Regions from separate parts of the Capra hircus genome. Here region 1 is linked to region 2. The links are chromatin contacts, called in public Hi-C maps. All regions are on one chromosome and are shown on one strand. The core of a region is the stretch at or near the end of the contact, and the rest is flanking DNA. Distances in the headings are between cores, read along the strand shown.

Evidence for each region. A called contact is a pair of places that touch in the nucleus more often than the background predicts.
Region 1: a contact with region 2 is called in a Hi-C map of blood, with 2.0 times the contacts expected there. The contact joins the promoter of SFN here to the enhancer-like site in region 2. A contact is called at or near these places in 2 of 5 Hi-C or Micro-C datasets (both in blood).

What each region holds. Positions count from the first base shown.
Region 1 is chr2:9,630,372-9,633,183 of ARS1.2, reverse strand. It overlaps SFN (14-3-3 protein sigma), which reads right to left and starts at 1,271. Exons shown (of 1, transcript XM_005676807.3): 1 at 1-1,271. The coding sequence starts at 1,180. The coding sequence ends at 434.
Region 2 is chr2:9,410,133-9,413,078 of ARS1.2, reverse strand. No RefSeq gene overlaps it. Among named protein-coding and RNA genes, the nearest start is that of RPS6KA1, 49 kb to the right of the region's middle. Within about 2 kb of position 1,593, at least 2 of the 5 cell types and tissues checked have an H3K27ac peak or open chromatin away from gene starts, as enhancers often do.

The DNA of each region.
Region 1 (2,812 bases), core at 22-2,521, 220 kb before region 2:
CACAACACACACACACACACAGGCGCACACACACACCTTCATCACCAACCTCTGCCACACAGTTCGGTTTTCAGCTCTAAGGATGGGACACTCCTCAATTCCTAAGATCCATAGGTAGCAGGGGCGGGAGGGGGTTGGAGTGGGGAGGAAGTGGTCAGGGTGGGGGGGTGTCTGGGACGGGGGGCGGGGGTGGAGACAGAGAGCAGGGCTGGATGATGACCAGTGGCCAGGAGCCCCTGACAGCTGCAGGAAGTATGGAATCCTCTGGCTCCAGGGGGACTCGGCTCTGCTTGTCCCTCTCTATGGAGCCTTTCTGAGCTGGGCCAGAGCGTTTGGGGAGAAGAGTCGGGCCTCCCACCCCATACAAGTCCTCTCTGCCGGGAGTGGGGGACTGGAGCGGGCAGGGTAGGGCAGGGCGTGCAGCGGGTGCGGCTCAGCTCTGGGGCTCCTCGGGAGCCTCGCCCCCTTCTTCCCCGGCGTTGTCTGCCGTCCACAGCGTCAGGTTGTCTCGCAACAGCTGCATGATGAGGGTGCTATCTTTGTAGGAGTCCTCGCTGAGGGTGTGCAGGTCGGCCATGGCCTCGTCGAAGGTGGTCTTGGCCAGAGAGATGGCCTCCTCGGGGCTGTTGGCGATCTCATAGTGGAAGACGGAAAAGTTCAGGGCCAGGCCCAGGCGGATGGGGTTGGTGGGCGGCATCTCCTTCTTGCTGATGTCCATGGCCTCCTGGTAGGCCGACCGGGCTGAGTCGATGATGCGCTTCTTGTCGTCGCCAGTGGCCACTTCGGCCAGGTAGCGGTAGTAGTCGCCCTTCATTTTCAGGTAGAAGACCCGACTTTCGGCGTCACCGGCCTCCTTGATGAGGTGGGTGTCCAGCAAGCCCAGCACTGTGTCGCACACGCCCCGGAGCTCCGTCTCCACCTTCTCTCGGTACTCTTGCACCTCCGGGCCCTTCTCTTCCGAGCTTTCTTCATTGCTCTTTTGCTCGATACTGGACAGGACCCTCCACGCCGCCCGCTGGCCACCCACCACGTTCTTGTAGGCCACTGAAAGCAGGTTGCGCTCTTCGCAGGATAGCTCCTCGCCCTTTTCCACAGCGCTCTTCATGAAAGCTGCCATGTCTTCATAGCGTTCGGCCTGCTCGGCTAACTTGGCCTTCTGGATCAGACTGGCTCTCTCCATGGCTCTGGGGACAGGCAGACAGGCAGGCGGCGGGCTAACTGGCTGCCTCGGAACCAAGGCCGGGTTCTGTGCTTCTCCTGCTCTCTGCCCGCCTTTTGGCTGGAAGGCCAGGCCCAGAGAGGGGTGGGAGGGGCAGAGGGCGGGGCTAGGGCCCCGGACCTGCCTCCCTCTCCTCTTCGCCCCCACACCCTTTCCGCTCTTCCTTAAAGGTAAAAGGGCTGGGATGGCGGGTAGGGAGGCGGGGGCCGGGGGTGAGTCATCCGGACTGTCAGCGGGAGAGATTTGGGCGTTGGCCTCACCTGCACCGACACCTTTCCAGGCCCCAGGCTGCCCGCTTTGGTTCAGGGTTTCTATTACATGCCTACCGTAGGTAGCTGTCCCAGTTGCTCAAATCAGATCCTCCTTCACCGTGTTCTTACACGGGTTGAGGATGGCTTCAGCTACCTGGCCGCTATGGGCCTAGGCAGAGCCCATAAAGCCAGGTGCAGGAGGATGGGGTTCCCAGTCCTGCCAGGTGTGTTTCCCGTATTGGTTCAGGAGAGATAACTCTTTGTTTAGGTAGGGCGGTAGCTAGCTTCCCAAGCGCCTTCATACCCATGATCTAACTTAATCTAACCTGCTCTGTCTGTGTGAAATGGGCAAGTCTGTGACACTACTCCCACTGTAGAGGCGGGAACGCTAAGGCTCAGAGAAAGATGAGAGTTGCTCACAGTCACACAGCTACTAAATTTGGCTTTGCTCCCATCAAGTCTTTTGACTTGTGAGCTCCAGACTATTTAAAAGTGACATGCAGGCTTCTTCCGGAGTCTACCTGAAATGGTTCTACCCACCACCCCTCACTCCTCCTCAGGATCCTGTCCCCTCTGAGCTCCCAGAATGCAAAAGTGGCAGCTTTCAGAGTGCCACTTAATGAGGTGTTTAACGAGCGGCCTCTGACGCTCTGGCCCAGCCTTTGTAATTAGTCACCCAGTAGGTTTTTTGGATACCTTCCCCATCACAGCACAATTTTCCCTTTCAAGTTGGTGGCCTGTTGCCACTTGTCTGAGGACTTGCCCTCTGGCTGTCCACACCAGGTCACCTGCCCCCCCGTCTGCCATCATGTGTCAGTGGGGCGCACAGAGGGTGGGGACCCAGCTCACTGGCTGTTCCACTTTCCTGCCTAACTCAGTCCCGCCCTCTGTCAGAGGCAGGGATGCCCGCCACCTGGGTACCCTGCCCAGCTGGGTACCAGGAGGGGGGGAAACGCTAGCAACTGGGGAGAAAAGACAGGACCAAGGCGATGGAGGCGGCTGTGACGCATGTCGTTTCGTTTTATGGGGCAGCAGTCCCAGCTGAGCGCTGCCTTCCTCTTCCCCCCAGCTGAATGAGCCTGCCTCTCAGAAGTTTCCCTGCCCTTCCCTCTGACCACGGCCCCACTTCTGATTCCTGGCAGAAGCCTCAGAGATGGAGACTTCTCTGTTGCCAATCTTTTGTCCCTGTTCACTGAGACCCTGTCTCTGTGTCAGTTGAAATTTTCACCCAAAGGTGTTGGCATTGCACCTAGGAGGGTGGGTTCCTGCTTGTCTGCTCTACCTCTAGCCAAAGCTCAGATGGGGCTCGGGGTGGGGCTCCTCTCTCTGGGATCCAGCCAGT
Region 2 (2,946 bases), core at 344-2,843:
TCTAGAGCCCACAGGCTTAGTTGTTGCGGCAAGGCATATGGGCTTAGTTGCCCCGAAGGGGATTGAACCTGCATCTCCTGCATTGGAGGTGGATTCTTAACCACTAGATCACCAGGGAAGTCCCCCCAGGGCCTTTCTTATGCAATGCTGATCCTGCTAGTCTTGGCTAAACAGAGGGAACTTAGGCAAGTCACAGGCCTGGGGAGGGGGCCCTCTCCTGATACAAATGTGGCCAGCTTTGTGGTCAGAGATTTAGGGTTTCAATCCAGCAGTAGGCTTCCTTCCATTCTCAGATGCCTGTGCCTTGGCTAAATCACTTATCCGCCCAGACAGGCAAGGAGCGCTGGTCTTAGCATCTTCAGTGCATGTCTAGCATGTCTACTAAGTGCTGGGATGAGAACACTGTTCCACATACTAGTCAAGTGAAAGTCTAATATCTGCTCCCCTGGGCGCAATTTTAGGGGATCACAAACCCCTCTGAAAATCTGATGGAAACCCTGAACCTTCTCCCCCAGAAAACTACACAAGCATACACCCTTTTACATATCATTTCCTTGTTTCTGGGAAGCCCATGGACCTCAAGTTAAGGCCCCTGGTTCTGGAGGGTCTCTTTCAGCTCTGAATGTTCTATCAAGCATTCTTGCAACATAGCTACCATTTTCTGCACCTAGTCTCTGCTAGAGCCTTCACTCTTATGACCCTCTGAGGATGGTTTGCAAATGAGGAAAACGAAATTCAGAGAGGTCAAGTGACTTGCCCAAGATCACACAGCCTGTCATGGCTGATGTTGAGATCTGACTTCACTCTCGTGCCTTCGGATTCTAATCCTCTACTCCCTCCTCCAGGTGAGAATATTCAGTCCCTGTCAGTTGCTCCCTGATGCTCACACAAAGGGTCTGGGACCTGGAACGCTTTGTAATAACAGAAGGAATGACTGTCCCGACCCAGTCCTCTGGTAAGAAGATTCCGCAATGGGTGAGTGACGCCAGGCCCAGCCCAGGTGCAGATCTCAGACTCTGCTCAAACATGTGTCATCTGCCCCTTGATTTCTCAATTTAGCCCACAGCCTGAGGAGTGGGTGTGGAGCGGAAGAAGGGAAGAGAAACAGAGGAAATTACTTATAAAAAGAAGTTTCAGATTGAGTCACACACATGAGTTATAACTCAGAAAGGCGCTCTGAGGTAGGAGAGGAAAAGACAGAGACAGCCGTTTTGAGAGGGTTCCTTCTTCTCATAGGACAAAGATGTTCAGGCGAGTTGACTGGTATCTCTGCTCTGGAGACAGAAAGGCAGAGAGGCAGAGGAGTCTGTGCTCTGGGAGGAGGCAGTGGGTAGTAGTGTTAGCAACACGTGTTAAGCATTTCCTATGTGTCAGGCCCTGTGAAAAGTGCTTCTGAGGCGGTGCTTAGTTTTACCTTTACCAGAGTAGCCACTACTATTAATTCCCACTTTAAAGAAGGGGAAATTGAGGCAGAAAGGCTAAATGACTTGCCCAAGGTCACACAGACTAGTGGTCAACATTGGATTCTAACCCAGAAATGCTCATACTTCAAGAAAAAAAGTAAACCATGTGGAGTCTTGCCCCAAGGCTACTGAGCAAGGCCTTGCACCAAGGCTACAGAAGCAGCATCTAGAAACAAGGTCGTCTTGGGGACTGACTGAGCTCCTTTGTAACCGCTGCCACAAGCCCCCCTGATTATCACCAGTAGGCTTCCTGACCCCAGTTCGGTTCAGTTCAGTCTCTCAGTGGTGTCTGGCTCTTTGCGACCCCGTGGACTGTAGCACGGCAGGCTTCCCTGTCCTTCACCAGCTCCTGGAACTTTCTCAAACTCATGTCCATCCAACCATCTCATCCTCTGTTGCCCCCTGCTCCTCCCGCCTTCAATCTTTCCCAGCATCAGGGTCTTTTCCAATGAGTCAGTTCTTCGCATCAGGTGGCCAAAATATTGGATCCCATATTAGGCAAAAATGCCCACCTCAGTGCTCACCCTATAGTGCCCTAACTAGTCACCTAACTTCCCTGGTACCTCAGATGGTAAAGGATCTGCCTGCAACACAGGAGACCTGGGTTTGATCCCTAGGTTCGGAAGATCCCCGGGAGAAGGGAACAGCTACCCACTCCAGTATTCTTGCCTGGAGAATGCCTATGGACAGAGGAGCCTGGCGGGCTACAGTCCATGGGGTTGTCAAGAGTCGGACATGACTGAGCGATTTTCACTTCACAATGCCAACCTTCCAGCAGGAATTTTCTTTGTCTTGAGGCTATAAAAATTGGCTATTAACCCACGAAAAGCGTCAGTTCTCCCTTGAGTCACCCCCTGTTCTAACAGCGTCTCAGTCAACTCTCGCCGGCCTGTCAGGAAGTCAACCCCCTGTGCTCACCGCACCCTCGTTATCTCTGCTCTCTGCTCTTAATAAATTCACTCGCTTTTAAAATGCTCTGTGTCTGGAAATTCTTTTCCAACCCGCGCTTGGACTGCCACAACAAACAAAACCAGGACAGCTCTGACCGGAGTCCGTGCTTAACCCCAGACTCTGGGTTTCTTCCTACGTTCTGTTTGACGTTTGCTTTTAACCGACACTCTGTAGACACACCCTCTCCTTTAACACTCATATCAGCCCCTTTGACCATTGGGGAAACCTCAGAGGAGTGAAATGACTCGCCCAAGGTCAAACAGCAGGTCAGCCTTGGGGCTGGGGTGTGACTGCAGATCCAGCTGTTTCCACCACCACCACCTGCCTTCAGGGATGAGTTGGGCTAGAGGGCCCACTGCACAGCCCGGGGGAGGCTGCTCACCTCCACATCTGTGTCTCTTGACAGCACAATCTTTGCCCTGTGTCTGCAGCTGCTTCCCTGAGGGTGGGGAGGGGGGTGTCCTTTAGATTTCCCTCCTGTTACTGCTGAGTCATTTCTCCCTCGAGTCCTTGGAGTTAGTGGGAACCCCCT